4 separate regions of the Mus musculus genome follow, and regions 2, 3 and 4 are each linked to region 1. A link is a contact called in public Hi-C and HiChIP or PLAC-seq data. All regions are on one chromosome and are shown on one strand. The core of a region is the stretch at or near the end of the contact, and the rest is flanking DNA. Distances in the headings are between cores, read along the strand shown.

Region 1 (3,491 bases), core at 508-3,007:
AAAGGCAAAAATTGAGTTTCTAGAGAGCGTCTAGGACCGACCTTGCTGACACTCCACCCTGGCCCCTTACCCTTTCCATTATGGGTGGAGGGTTAGGCCTTTTGTAACATTTTGTCCAGAGGAGTCTCATCATGTCCCACAGAAAGAGGCCAAGTTCAGGTTTTTCTTTACTGCAGAGACACTTCATTATTCAGTGAGATGAGTGAATCAGCCTGTGACATATTGTTGCATGGCAACAGCAAAGGGCGCATCAGAGGCCGTGTAAACGTCCCTTGCCACCTCTAGGTCATTAATCTGGAGCAACCCATCGGGTCGACGTTTCTCTTTCCATGTGTTGTGCATCAGTCATCAGTCACTTCTGTGGTGAAGAAGGAACACAAAAAATTTTACAACTAGATCGGAGGAGGGGGGGCACATATTTATCTGAAAGATGGCCCGACCCTCAACAACAGTCTTGATGACCTCTGAACATCAATTATTTGCAACATAGGGACATAATGTATCTAGACAATACGATGAAACACCAGGACACTGAATAGCTAAGTCTCAAGTTGAATTAGTGCAGTGCCTTTGTCTTTGTGAAGTTGGATCTACTGGAGTTGTACACAGAAAAGGAGCTCTGCATCTCCTCTTTCTGTCCCATTTTTTAACCAAGCCTTTCTTCACTGTGGTTTTAGCTTCAGGAGAAATTAAACAATGCTAGTTTTAAAGAGACCATAATCTAGGCAAATTCCATTCATCCTTTGTCTCCTTTGATGATCACAGTAATAGGTTAACTCTCCCCTTTCCACATGGAAGGTAGGACAACTCTGTGGAGTTCCCAGTCTCTTTTGGGCCTTTGCAGTAAACTCTCTTCTGTTCAGTTAGACATTGCTTCACTCCTACCTGGAAGAAGCCTTTAGACCCAGACTGTGTGAGCACAAATCCACAAAGGACTTGCCCCAGGTCCTAGAGCCAGCCAGCCTAGAGGTTTAGATTGTAAGGCTCCAGAAACTTCAGGCAGGGCCCCCCTGCCCTTCAGCCCTTTCCTTACACATAAAAAAAAATCAAGGTCAAGAGAACCCTTTCCCAGAGGGTCACACAAACCTTGAGTTTGACAAAGAACCCTCAGAGGCTGCTCTCTTGATGGCATTTCTAACCAGGGCTTTTGTGCGGAGAAGATGGCATTGGAGGGAGCCTGGCATTTCAGGGGCTTAGCTCCTGTTTATCCTTGAATCTTCTTGGAGTCCCTGAGGCTATAATATCCATTTAGAAAGATTAAAGAGGATGTGATCGGGCCAGGACAGAAAGAGAGGTAGGGAGGTAGAGGAAGAAGAAAATAGAATTCTCTAGGACTTAGAATTAAGAGCCTAAGATGCCTCCTGAAGAGGATGCCCTCCTAAAGACACAGTGCTCCTTGGGAAGTCTCCAGCAGGTGAAAGGCTTGGATGGGCCTTTTTTTTTTCCCTCCATGAACTTGGTTTTTCTTTCCCACATTCTCAGGTGTGCTGGGAGGCCCTGGGAAGCCAGCAGACTTTTTCAAAAGACACTTCCACCTCCTAATCTCTTTGCCTACAAACCAAATATTGATCTATTTAGTAAACCAGCCAGTGGAGGAGAGCTTGTATAGCCCTGTTTATTCAGCAGTTGGGCCCCCCTGACAGCTGTTCACTGGGGGATTATGAAGTCACGGCAGTAATTACACTATAAACAGGGGATGGGGGAGAAGAAAGCCAGAAAGTGAACTGTGAGCTCTGTTACCAGGCAACATAAAATATGTAACCGGAAACCCAGCAAGCACGTACATTTCCCTAAAAGCCTCCCAGATGTCCTCACTTTGGGGCCAATGTTCAATTTCAGTTTCGATTTGTTTATTTATCCATCTTCAGATTGAAGACTGGAGCTGAGAATGTTGGAAGAGAAAAGAAACGAATCGAAACAAAACAACAAAACAAAACAAACTGCAGGGGAGAGTAGAGTTGAGCATTCCACCCAGTGTCCCAGCCTACAGGAGAAGGCTGAGGCCCCAGGTCCCTGCTATAGCAAGCTGTAGAGATCAGTGCACAAGGAGGTGGCTAACCCAGGCTTCTTCAGCTAAGACAGCTACAGGATAAGCAGCAAGGGAGAGAGAAGAACAGAAAAGGAGAGAGTGAGAATAAGGAAATAGAAACTGGAACCCACATAAAAGAAACCCTGGAGTCCCCTCGGCCACAGCCCCACCTAGTGGTTGCCCCATGTCGTCATAGACTCTAGTCCCTAAGGCATCCAGCAGCCCTGACTTTGTTCCAGTAGCTTTATCAGAACATGCTAATGCTAAGCTCACATCAGGTTCCCTGTTCTCAACACTTCTCCAAGCCTGTTTATTAAGATTCTAAGTTCAGAAGTGGATGCTCACGGTCAGCTATTGGATGGGTCACACGGCCCCCAATGGAGGAGCTAGAGAAAGTACCCAAGGAGCTAAAGGGAACTGCAACCCTATAGGTGGAACAACATTATGAACTAACCAGTACCCCGGAGCTTTTGTCTCTAGCTGCATATGTATCAAAAGATGGCCTAGTCAGCCATCACTGGAAAGAGAGGCCCTTTGGACTTGCAAACTTTATATGCCCCAGTACAGGGGAACGCCAGGGCCAAAATTGGGGGGGGGTTGGTATGGGGGACTTTTGGGATAGCATTGGAAATGTAAACAAGGAAAATACCTAATAAAAACAGAGAAAAAAAAGATTCTAAGGATCTGGAAAAGGACTTCAGAGTCCCATCAAGATTTGTAGCAAAGACCAGGATGACCTGTGTTTAAATTGGCCTGGCTTCTTCCAGTGCTCTACATGAATCTTGTTGTTTCTCCATGTTCCACGTGGAGCATGCACGCCCACACATAGACACACATTGGTCCCCACCTGGAAGAACACTTCTGTTGAGTCCTGTATTGTAAGCTAAACATTAACAGATTGGGAATATTCAATCTGGACAAGCTTTATCTAAAACAGAACAACAACACAATCAACATGACATGAACCACATTGGTGCTGTCTGTCAAGAATGCTGTCCACCAGTATTTTCAGACAGGATAGCTCAATAACCTGGAATTTACCAGATAGGTAAACTGGCTGACCAGCAAGTCCCAGGAATCTATCACTGCTGCTTCCCCTTTGCTGGGGTTACAAAGAAACAACCATGGCCATGTGGGGTCTGGGGATCAAACGCAGGACCTCATGTTTTGCTTTATAAACACTGTATCTCCCCCGCTCCCGAGAGTCTGGTATTTTTAGCAGAATTAACCACCTCTCCCAACTCTAGTCCTCTCTCTCTCTTCAAAGAGCTTCAGAGGTGTGCCAGAGACTGACAGAGAAGGCTTGTGGAGGCAGAGTTCATATTTCCAGGAACTCTGCAAATACATTCACATGTTGGGAGTTTGAAATACACTATCACAAAAGTACTTCCACCAAAATATAACCAAGCATTGCCAATCAAGCACTTCTTTTCTTACCCTGTCCCAGACTAATGGCTGACAA
Region 2 (3,491 bases), core at 376-2,875, 640 kb before region 1:
CATGGTGAGATCTTGTCTGCAAACAAATAATCAAAAACAGTCTCCCCAAACCAAAACCAATCAAAATAAAAAGTGAAAAAGAGTAGGAGGCCCTGGTTTCAACTCCCAGAACTCCTAACACACACCAATACACACAGAAAAAATTTGAATTCACAAAAATCTATAGATTATAGGGGTGCAGAAAATTTAATCAATAATCCCTAGCAGGGAATTCATTAATTCATATCCACTTAGTAAGCGTGGAGTAAGTGTCTACCAGAGTACACATGAGGCTGTTGGTGCCTAGAAGGGTACATACATGTACACACACACACACACACACACACACACACACACACACACACGCACGCACACACAGATATACACACAGATACACACAGAAATACACAGATACAGACACACACATAGAGATTCACACAGACACACACAGATAAATACAGGAACATAAATACACAGATACATAGATACAGACTCATACAGCCACAGACACTTACACACACACACACACACACACACACACACACACACACACACACACACACACACCCTGCAAATTAGTGGAACAGAGAAGTGGAAAGTGTCTTAAGAAGAATCCTAGAGGGCTTCCTGGAGGAAGATGTGACCTGACTTGTATAATGTCACTCTTTATGGAAAGGTATCAGATAGGGAGTAGAGCACAGAAACAGCTAGGCTTTTCTCTTAGTTAGGGTTTGACTGCTGTGAACAGACACCATGACCAAGGCAAATCCTATAAGACAACATTTAATTGGGGCTGGCTTACAGGTTCAGAGGTTCAGTCTATTATCATCAAGACAGGAACATGGCAGCATCTAGGCAGGCATGATGCAGGAATTGCTGAGAGTTCTACATCTTCATCTGAAGGCTGCTAGCAGAATACTGGCTTCCAGGCAGCTAGGATGAGGGTCTTAAAGGCCACACCCACAGTAATACACCTACTCCGACAGGGTCACACTTTCTAATAGTGCCACTCCCTGGCCCGCATATACAAGCCATCATAGCTTTGTGGCCTTCAGAGAATGGAAAATGTGAGAATTCATTCAGAAGAGACTAGGTAGGAAGGCTGGGACCAGATGACTGTGTTGGGTTTGCTCTCTACAAATAGGGAAGCTACAGAAGACGTTACCAGCTCTGCCTAGAGCTTCTCAAAGCATGGGTACTGCAGGTCACTGGGTCAGCTTATAAAAGGACAGATTCTAATCCCTTGTGGGTAGGATGTGTTGGCAACCTGAATTTCTAACAAACATACTGGTGATGTGGCGGGAGACTTGCTGAGTCTATGGGTACCTGGATTATCCTTGGAGTAGAAAAATACTTTTATTTTAATGAAAAACTTAAAAATGCACTATGCATATAAGTATGTACAAATGTGCATGTGTGCAGAGGCATGAGGCTAACCTTGAGTCTCATCTTCAGGTACTATCCACTCTCTTTCTTTTTGACGTGCTGCCCCTCCTTGACCAATTAGGCTGGACTGACTAGCCAGCTAGCCCTGGGAACCCTCCTGTATCTACCTCCCCATCACCTGGATTACAAGTACCACCATACCGAGTAGTTTTCTGTGAGCTCTGAGGATTGAATCAGATCCCCACACTTGCAAAGGTGACGACTGAGTCATCTCCCGAGTCCAGGAAAGTTTTAAGTAGTTCTTCTTCAAGCCAGTATGGGGGCAGGGATGATTGGGGTTGGGAGTTGTGTGGCTGTTGTCAGGAAAAGCATCAGACAAGGCACAGACTAAGTGTCAGCTATCTAAGAAGACTGTAGCTTCTCCTGTCAGCCCCTACACATGTCACCCTTTGGGTTTTTCTCATCCATAAGAAAACCCAAGGAAGGTGCGGGAGGGCTCAGCTTAGCTCCCATCTCTACAGAGGGCAGCCTTCAGCAACTGCCATCTTGATGCCCATGGGAAATGGTCAGGAGTGACTGTTGTTTGCTCCATCACAGGACGTGAAGTGATTCTGAGAGCAGAAAATATGACTGCCTTCCATGCTGTGGTAAAGGCTGAAAACCACAAACACAGTCTCCTAGGCTGTGACCAGCTGCCCCAGCGGTTTCTGTGACTGTTGGTGAAGTCTTCATTCTTGTCATCTGTGAGCAGAAGTGTGGTGGCAGTTGCCAGAGGTTGGGGGTGGGGTGAGGGGGGGATCATGGGAGAATTTACATTTGAGAAAATTCCATTCATTGACTTAATTATTTCTGGGAATTCAGAAAAGACCACCATGATCCTCCAGCCACGAAAATGCTAGGGCTGGCCTTACAAGTACCGGAATCTTGCAGCAGCAGCTTTTAAGAAACCCTGAACTATGCAAATTTTTAGCCTGAATAGTTTTCTTTTGTATGTGATATTTTGGAAACTTTAAATAGTGCTATGGTATGAGATAGTTCAGGGGCTTCTAATGGAATTCTCTTGGCAGAGTGCTCCCCTAGCAGGTATTAGATGCTGAGTTCCCATCCTATTACCACACTAAGATGGTGTGGTAGTGACACCTATAACCCCAGAACACAGGAGATGGAGGCAGGAGAATCCAAAGTTCAAGGTCATCCTCAAATACTTGTGCAATCTGAGGCCAGCCTGGTCTACACACTGTAAAACAAAACCAACAACAAATCAGACAAAAATAACTAGCTAGTTTTTGTTATAGCCATGTAAAGTAGTTAGCCCAGAGTGAATACAGTCAAAACCAGTAGGGACTTGGCATAATTTCCTGTTTTTAATTTAAAAAATTGAGTCAAGGTCTCAAATATGTAATGTAAATATACACAGGATGGCCTCAAATATGCTATGTAGCCAAGGAAGACCTTGTACCTCAGATGGTCCTTTCTCCTTCTATCAAGGGCTGGGACTTGAGGGATGAACCACCATTCCAATCTGGAATGGAACCCAGAGCTTTGTGCATTGTAGGCAAGCTTTCTCCCAATTGAGCTACAACCCTGGTGCACCACACTTACTGTTTCATATCAGACTTCATCCCTAGATAGTCTTATCTATGTATTTTCCATGCAGTTGCCTATTGCCTTCGTTCTCTGCTTCATGCTTCTTGTCTTTCTCTGCAGTTCCATAGTCCAGCGATCAAGTCCACGGGTTGCATGATTTACTGACTGGATGTGTCCTAGTTTGCTCAGACCTTGCTATTGGCTAGTTCAGCCAGCGATGCCATTAAACACGGGATGAGCAGCAGAGCTGATGGGAGTGTGAAATGGCACAGCCCTCTGGGGGAAAGGAATTTGGCAGTATGTATTCCCAGGCCTGAAAAGTATACATTTCCTTTGGGTTAGTGATTTCACTTCTGGGAATCTCTCATAAGGAAATAATTCAAAGTGAAGAGCTGGATTCCTGTCCGAGATCAAAAACCCACATTTTGGGGATGAGCACTTAGAACAACCTAAACTGTGAACATGGGGGAAAGTGGTGTAATTCGTTATGCTGAGAAATGGAATACTATATAACTATTAAAAATAGGTATGTGCAGTTC
Region 3 (3,491 bases), core at 330-2,829, 600 kb before region 1:
TTAACTAAGCATAGATTAGTGTCCCATCTCTGTCCTGGGAAGAGGAATCAATACTAATCAAGCCTCATGTCTAAAAAAAAGGTTATTCTGCTGCTAAAGAAGGAGGGAGAATGCTGTACTGGCAGAACATAAAGCGATGTGCACCTTTAGACAGTTAACCTCCATATCTACTGTGTCTTCCCTCTCGCATCTTTCTTTTCTGTCCTGAATCCTTCCTAGTCTAGCCACATGTTCCTTTTTTTGGCCTGGATGGCACTTCCTCTTCCCACCCTTCAGCTCCTGAAAGACCCCCTTTCGGAAGCTCCCCTGGCTGTCCAGCCGAATGGCCCTCACCAATAACTTCTACTCCACCCCCTGCCTATTTCTTCATAGCATTACTATAATCTATACTTATCTTAGGTGTCTCTTAATTTACCTTCATTCTTTCCTACTGGTTTGTAAGCCTGTGGGGGGGTTGGAGACCGTGTCTAGCATGTCCCATGCTTTTTCTCCCTAGTGTGTCACACATAGTTTGCAACATGACAGATGCTCATCAAATATGTATGGAGTAAAGAATGAGTGGTTGGATGTTAGTGTTTCCCTTCTTTAGGGGTTGTAATAACTCCCTGGGTTGCATCCAAAGCCACATGCACCTTGTTTATTAGGTGAGTTTTATTTGGCAAATGTTCACTAAGTAACTGCCTTGTCACAGCCCCAGTAGTGAATGATCAGGGTAAATTTAGACCAGGGGGTTTTCAGCCCACAGACCTGGAGTCTCCAGAGATCAACCTGACTTCAGTTTGTTTCTTTCTGTCTTGAACAAGCCAGGGGAGAGCTCTTTCCGTGCTCTGTGTTCTTTTATAGCACACTTCCCTCCCGGGGGATGGGAGAACAGCGAGACTTGGAAGTGAGTGGCATGTGGCTTGGCTCTGGGACCTTCAGGGTCTTTGCCAATGTCACCTTGCCTTGTTGTTGCCAGTAGAATACTCAGCTCTCTGCTGGCTAGGATTCCAAGGCACATCCACTTTGGACTCTCCTCTCTCTCTCTCTCTCTCTCTCTCGCATGTCCTGTTGCTAGTCTTTCTTCCATTGTTATAGAGATGAATGTGTCTGCAGAGTGGGATAGCACCCAAGGCTTGCAAGTGCTAGGCAAGGGGTCTAGAAACTTCTGAACGCTACCTCATGCTCTGTATCATTATTTAGTAGTCAGATCTACAAGTCGATATGATATCCACAAGTGTCAGGATGTTCTAGCCCCAGGGTTAGACTCTGGGTTATGGTGTGAAGATCTCGTCTGAGGCTTCATCAGTGTTGATGTGAGCATAGTCAGGGGAGCAGGGACCCAGGTGAAAAAACCTCTACCTCACTGATTTCAGGTCTTCTCAGTTTATTGTTTATTTACAAGGTGGTGAGGGTCTGGCCTTCAGTGATAATTGTGTGTGTGAGGAACTGGCAGATCATCAACTGTAATTTTTTTTTCAATTAAAAAATTAAAATGTCCTTCAAAGGCCCAGAATTGAAAACACCAGGCATGGAACGCACTAAGCTTCTCACTTGGTCTGGACACAATGGCTAACTTCCTCTTTCCTTCTCCCCAGAGGCCCAGGGTGTTGGGCAACTGCAGGCCAGCCCATTTGACTCTTCCTCATTTGACTAGGCCTAGGGCCGAGAGAGAAGCCTTCTTCCAGGGCCTCCGTGTGAGGAAACTGTGTCCTGTCCTTGATTTCATCATTGTGTGAAGGAAAGGACTCCTCCAAGTATAGTATTGTTCTCTCTCTCTCTTTTTAAATAGTGAAAGGAATTGAACCTTAGGCCTCATGGAAGAGAGGCATGTGCTCTACCACTAAGCGATAGATCTAGCCCTTATCTCTGCTCTTTTGTATACCTCTGTCTGTTCTCGGTCGGTGTAGGCCTCATCTTGTGGTTCAAAATTCAAGAGGCTTTTTTTGTTTGTTTGTTTGTTTGTTTTTGTTTTGTTTTTAAGTCAGGGGCCCTGTTAAATGTCTGGTGAAGACTTGATTGCCTCACTAGCAAAAGGGAGTCCGTGAAGCCACGTGGATGCTTAGTAAATCTCTCTTTAAATCTTTCAAAGCTTTCTATTGTTGTTGAGTGTGTACTCATGCGTGTGGGTGTGAATGTACACATGCCCCGTGCTCATGTAAAGGTCAGAGACCAACTTTCCTTTTACTGTGGGTTCTGGGGATCAAACTCAGGCTGTCAGGCTTGACCTGTTAAGCCATCTCCCTCTCAACACTGCCTCTTGTTTTTTTTTTTTTAAAGGGAAGTATTAGGGCTTACACTTAGAGCCTGATGGATGTGATCTCTATCACTGAGGTACAGCCCCAGCCCCGTAATTATCCTACTAGGGGTGTTTGTTCCATCTCCAAACCTCTCTGAAATCTACATACTGAGGTATTGGTGGGGATGATGATAATGATGATGATGGTGATGACAATGACAGTTTCCTCCTTAGACTGAGCTGTACAGTCAAAGGCAACGAATGCTTTTTTTTTTTTTTACCTCAGCCCTGCCCTTGCCACTCCACTCAATTTTTGAGTACATACTTTGTTTCTTGAGTACACTGCAGACACCTCTCATTTTGCCTCAGGGTGGATGTGCAGCTTTGGACCTTTGGCTCCTGCCGCCATCTTTCTTTTGTTCCTGGCCTGCCATATTTCCCAGCATATCTAGGTTATTCCACCTTAGTCCTTGGCATTATTTGCATGCTTGCCTCGGACTCCAGCTTGTTGGTTTCTGGCAGAACTGATAGACTTCTCGAGTCTCCAGACTGCCTTCTGGCCTTCAGTCCCCGGCCTGGAGTGTTGAGTTGGCTCACCCTGGACTTGGATGTCTCTTGCGGCCCAAACTTGACCGTGTACTTAGTAGTTTGTTTGACCTGGCTAGGCCACACGAGGGGTACCTTGTTCCTCTGCGGATCCCTCTTCCTGAAAGCACAGAGTGATTGATCCCCCTCTCCCTCCTGACAGGTGTCCGGTATATGAGTTGCCTGGGCTTCAGCAGTAAAACAATTTTCTGTGCTATAAACACAGAGCTCACCTGCGAAGGTCAGTGTGCTCAGGGGTGTAGCTGGCAAACACAGCAGCCATTTACAATGGAGCACACCGGATCATAAATTATTTCACAGATAGCACTAGCCCCTTATTTACGGAGGAACTGGGGGAAGGGAAGACTACACACCTACTTCGTATGGTGAGAAAATGAAATTCTGTTTTTTACCCATGGACTTCCTATCATTCTCCCGATAAATTACTTCTTTCTTACCTGCCATTTAACATTGGTTTTTTTTTTTCCCTTTTGGTCGATAGGCCTACGCTGTTTCTTTCCTTCTCTTCCTTCCTTCCTTCCTTCCTTCCTTCCTTCCTTCCTTCCTTCCTTCCTTCCTTCCTTCCTTCCTTCCTTCCTTCCTTCCTTCCTTCCTTTCTTTCTTTCTTTCTTTCTTTCTTTCTTTCTTTCTTTCTTTCTTTCTCATTTGTCAGAATTCTGAACTTTGA
Region 4 (3,491 bases), core at 559-3,058, 530 kb before region 1:
TGAATGATCAGTGTAGGCTGTGACGGAGAAGAGAAAATGGATAGAGAGGATGTATCAGTGTTGGCCATTATGTGGCAAGATCAAGAATGAACGACGCACCCGTGCCCCCAGCCTGGGTGTTGGGTGCCACTTGAAGACAGGAACAAGGTGTGGAGAGGGTGCCAATCTCTTTCAGATCTGTGAGGTGTGAGACTTTCAAGTGGAAACAGCCCCGAAGCATCTGTATATGGATAGCAGGCTCATGGGGACATCAGGGCTGGAGACAGAGTGTAAGATGTTGCCAGTGTGAGGCATCTCTAAAGTGTGGGTGTATGGGAAGTTACTGGAAGCAGGTGTTGTTTAACCTCTGCATGCCAATCACACATTGTCTGGTGAACATGGCCACAGCCCAGGGGAATTTTTCTGTGTCTCTATCAACAAGGAGACTGTCAAGCTTCAATGTCAGTGATTTGTATTATAAACAACAGTCATTTCTTTCTTTTATTAGATACTAAACTATAAAATTAAACTTGCTTCTTCAAAGTATATTGATTCTTTTTTCCTTTTCTTCCTCTCCTTTCCTCTCTCTTCTCTCCCACCCTTCCTCCTCTTCTTTATTCTTTATCTTCCCCTTCCTTCCTTCCTTCCTTCCCCCCTCCCTCCCTCCCTCCCTCCCTCCCTCCCTCCCTCCCTCCCTGCCTTCAGATTCTTCCTTTCTTCATGTAGCCCAGGCTAGTCTCAAACTCACTATGTAGTAGTGGCTGGCTTTGAACTCCTGATTCTCTTGCCCCTACCTCTTCAGTGCTGAGATTACATGCTTGGTTTATGCAGTGCTGGGGATTAAATCCTAAGGCTTCAGGGATGCTAGACAAGCACTCTCCCAACTGGACCATACCCTCAGCCTACCCCAGAGACTCTCACAGGGTTCAGAGTTTGTCCCCCCCCCCCCCACTTTTTAAAAAATTCCTTGCCAGAGTCACCAGTTTGTGTGTGTATGTGGTGTGGTTGGTGGAGATAAGATACAGGAATGTAGAAGTGTCCAGGAATGGATTCCAGGGATGCACCAACATTTAAAGGAGGGATGAGAAATCAGATCCTGGAAAAGAAACTTCAGAGCGAGCAGAACTAATGGGACCTCATGGAGAAGAAGGTTTGTGATGAGGGCTGAGGGAAGGCACATGGGCCCCTGGGGTATACAGGTTTGACTAAACATCTAAGGAAGCAGGCTGAGTGAGGGAAGGGATGACTTTCTCACTTCAAGGGAATCTGATTTGATTCTTTCAAGAGTTACCTCACAGTGGGTGTCACTGAATTTCTGAAGCTCCCATTCTTCTGCTGTTTCAAACTGTCCTGAGTTGGGGAGTGGGGGGATGTACCCTAGAATCATTCCACTTTGCCAGAAGCCTTTCCTACAAACAGTGGAGAAACAAGGTAGTCTTCAGAATGAGGCCTGAGGAGCCAGAGGGAGAGGGAAGAGCAGCGAGAGGATGAATCTCCCCTGGGCTGGCTGCCAAGCTGAGGGCATAGCTGCTGTTTCTCAAATGAGAGTCCATTCCACTCCAGCCTGCTTCCTTGTGATGTCCAGTCCCCTTAGGAAAGGCCATGGAAACACAGCTGGGTTTTATCTGCATTTCATCTCCATGACAGAACCTTTTATCTTTTCAGTAAAACAAAGATGACAAAAAGTGGTCCAAACTGCCTATTTTGCATATATGTGTTTTATTAACTTTTTTTTAAAGCTAGGATGTCAAATCAATGCCAAAATGTCACTAAAATCAAACATAGAGTTACCTTCTGCACCCTCCCAGTATCCGGGAACAATTAAGCTTAAGCAAACAAAATTGCCCATGGCTTAAAAATGGAAAATAAATTCTTCTCTACCTTGCCTGAGTGGGGTTTGCAAAGGTTCCTTGCAGAGAATATTGGAGGTAAGACAAGACTTCATGCTCACGTGGCATGTCCCTTAGGGGACAGGGCCTTGGGTGCGTGTGTTGAACTTTACACATGAACATATACAACCATCTTCAAGATTGCCCCGAGTAGTCTATAAGTACGTTTGTTTTCCAAGAGGGGTGCATTCTGATGAGGAGCAGAAAGTACAATGGAGAAAATGTCAAGACAAATTAAATCAAGGAGTGACATAATCCCCAGGGGAGGCAGACGTCAGCTGCATTCCCTGTTTCTTGCTCTACCTTGGAAATCTTTCAGAACTCGTTGGAAAATAAATATGTATGTGATGGAGGAGTGGGCGGATTCAATAGGGACAGCAGGAGACAGGGATCGAGAGGCAAACACACCCTCGGTTGGATTACTAAACTGACTTAAATTTGTAACGCATCCTCCTCTTCGAAAGATAAAAGAAGTAACTCGGAGTCGATTTCTTCTCATTTGCACAGTAGTTTCCCGTGTGATGGGCTCTCGATATCTGCTTGCCAAACATGAAGGGTACAAAGGAAAACAAATGAGGAAATTGCAAATGTGTCCACCTATAAGCAGGATAAGTTCTGTCAGGGTCAAGGGAACTTGTAGGGTTATATAAGACTAAATTGTTGAGCAATTGAAAACCAAGTAGAAAGCCTGTCTGCCTGTGCCAGTCATCAGGTGGGCAGGTTCACACCCATGATTGTATGGAATTCCCTCAGCAGTACTGTGAAGTAAATATTATCTCCATTTCACAGTTGAGGAAGCTAAAGCAGGGGAAGATTAAGCAATTGCTCAGGGTAGTGTACTTAAGAGGTAGCAAAACTGACATTCAGATCTGAGTGTTCGTGGGAGCATCTTTCCCCTCCTCCCCCAGGCCCTGTGATAGACAAGTTGGCGTTCATTTGGGGCCACTCAGAAATTTTCAAGATAGAATATGCAATAAGGAAAGACCCTGAGGTGTTTATAGCTTAAGTGGAGTTTGTCTGGAAGCTTTGAGAGATAGGTGAGGTTTTAAGTATTGATTTTAGATACGTGGATTCCCTGGGTATACTTGGGTGCTTACCATCCTTAAAAAGAAAATTTAAATCAAGCGTGGTAGCTCACATCTATTGTCAGTACTTGGGAGGCTGAGATAGCAGGCTTTCAAGTTCAAAACCAGGTCTACATAGTAAGTGTCATGCAAGCCTGGGAAACACCTCGTCTCAAACAATTATTTAGAGGATTGGAAAGATGATTAAGAGAACTTGTTGTTTTGCCAGAGGACCTAGGTTTAGTTCTCAGCATCCACATCTGTAAGTCCAGGGGATATGAAGCCCTCTTTTGGCCTCTTTGGGTATCAGGCATATGGGTGGTCACATACATACATGCAGGCAAAGCATTCACACACATAAAAATAAATAAATACACCTTTAATAAAACTGCATATGAATCTACAGTGATATTAATGATATTTTAAAATCTAGAATATCAAGAAAGCTTGCAGGAGAGCTGCAAATTTCATGCAAAGGACTTTGTTTTGTTTCCCTCTGAACTGTTCAGAAATAAATGTATGTGTATATTTCCTATACACAAAGACATTCTATATAACC

What was found. Hi-C and Micro-C count contacts between places; a contact is called where the count stands out from the background. HiChIP or PLAC-seq counts read pairs in DNA pulled down with a chosen protein or histone mark.
Region 2: a contact with region 1 is called in an H3K27ac HiChIP or PLAC-seq map of large pre-B cells, with 11 times the contacts expected there. The contact joins two enhancer-like sites. A contact is called at or near these places in 1 of 15 datasets of contacts at CTCF or cohesin (large pre-B cells), 2 of 484 Hi-C or Micro-C datasets (bone marrow-derived macrophages and liver) and 2 of 115 datasets of contacts at active chromatin or transcription factors (large pre-B cells and pancreatic cancer cells).
Region 3: a contact with region 1 is called in a Hi-C map of bone marrow-derived macrophages, with 20 read pairs. The contact joins two enhancer-like sites. A contact is called at or near these places in 4 of 484 Hi-C or Micro-C datasets (bone marrow-derived macrophages, embryonic fibroblasts, pancreatic cancer cells and 1 more) and 3 of 115 datasets of contacts at active chromatin or transcription factors (bone marrow-derived macrophages, large pre-B cells and pancreatic cancer cells).
Region 4: a Hi-C map of the N1E-115 cell line shows a contact between it and region 1, with 2.4 times the contacts expected there. The contact joins two enhancer-like sites. A contact is called at or near these places in 1 of 15 datasets of contacts at CTCF or cohesin (large pre-B cells), 3 of 484 Hi-C or Micro-C datasets (the N1E-115 cell line, bone marrow-derived macrophages and epidermal suprabasal cells) and 3 of 115 datasets of contacts at active chromatin or transcription factors (bone marrow-derived macrophages, large pre-B cells and pancreatic cancer cells).

Annotation. Positions count from the first base shown.
Region 1 is chr4:56,220,459-56,223,949 of GRCm38.p6, forward strand. No RefSeq gene overlaps it. Among named protein-coding and RNA genes, the nearest start is that of Gm42291, 94 kb to the right of the region's middle. Within about 2 kb of position 1,758, at least 165 of the 459 cell types and tissues checked have an H3K27ac peak or open chromatin away from gene starts, as enhancers often do. A contact at or near this core is called in the N1E-115 cell line, bone marrow-derived macrophages and uterus, where this site is marked.
Region 2 is chr4:55,584,391-55,587,881 of GRCm38.p6, forward strand. All of the region lies in intron 1 of Gm12506 (a long non-coding RNA gene), which reads left to right. The region is part of intron 2 of Gm12511 (a long non-coding RNA gene); the gene reads left to right. Among named protein-coding and RNA genes, the nearest start is that of Gm12511, 14 kb to the left of the region's middle. Within about 2 kb of position 1,626, at least 28 of the 459 cell types and tissues checked have an H3K27ac peak or open chromatin away from gene starts, as enhancers often do.
Region 3 is chr4:55,621,947-55,625,437 of GRCm38.p6, forward strand. The region is part of intron 4 of Gm12506 (a long non-coding RNA gene); the gene reads left to right. Among named protein-coding and RNA genes, the nearest start is that of Gm12511, 52 kb to the left of the region's middle. Within about 2 kb of position 1,580, at least 77 of the 459 cell types and tissues checked have an H3K27ac peak or open chromatin away from gene starts, as enhancers often do. A contact at or near this core is called in bone marrow-derived macrophages and uterus, where this site is marked.
Region 4 is chr4:55,695,118-55,698,608 of GRCm38.p6, forward strand. No RefSeq gene overlaps it. Among named protein-coding and RNA genes, the nearest start is that of Gm12511, 130 kb to the left of the region's middle. Within about 2 kb of position 1,809, at least 9 of the 459 cell types and tissues checked have an H3K27ac peak or open chromatin away from gene starts, as enhancers often do. A contact at or near this core is called in the N1E-115 cell line, where this site is marked.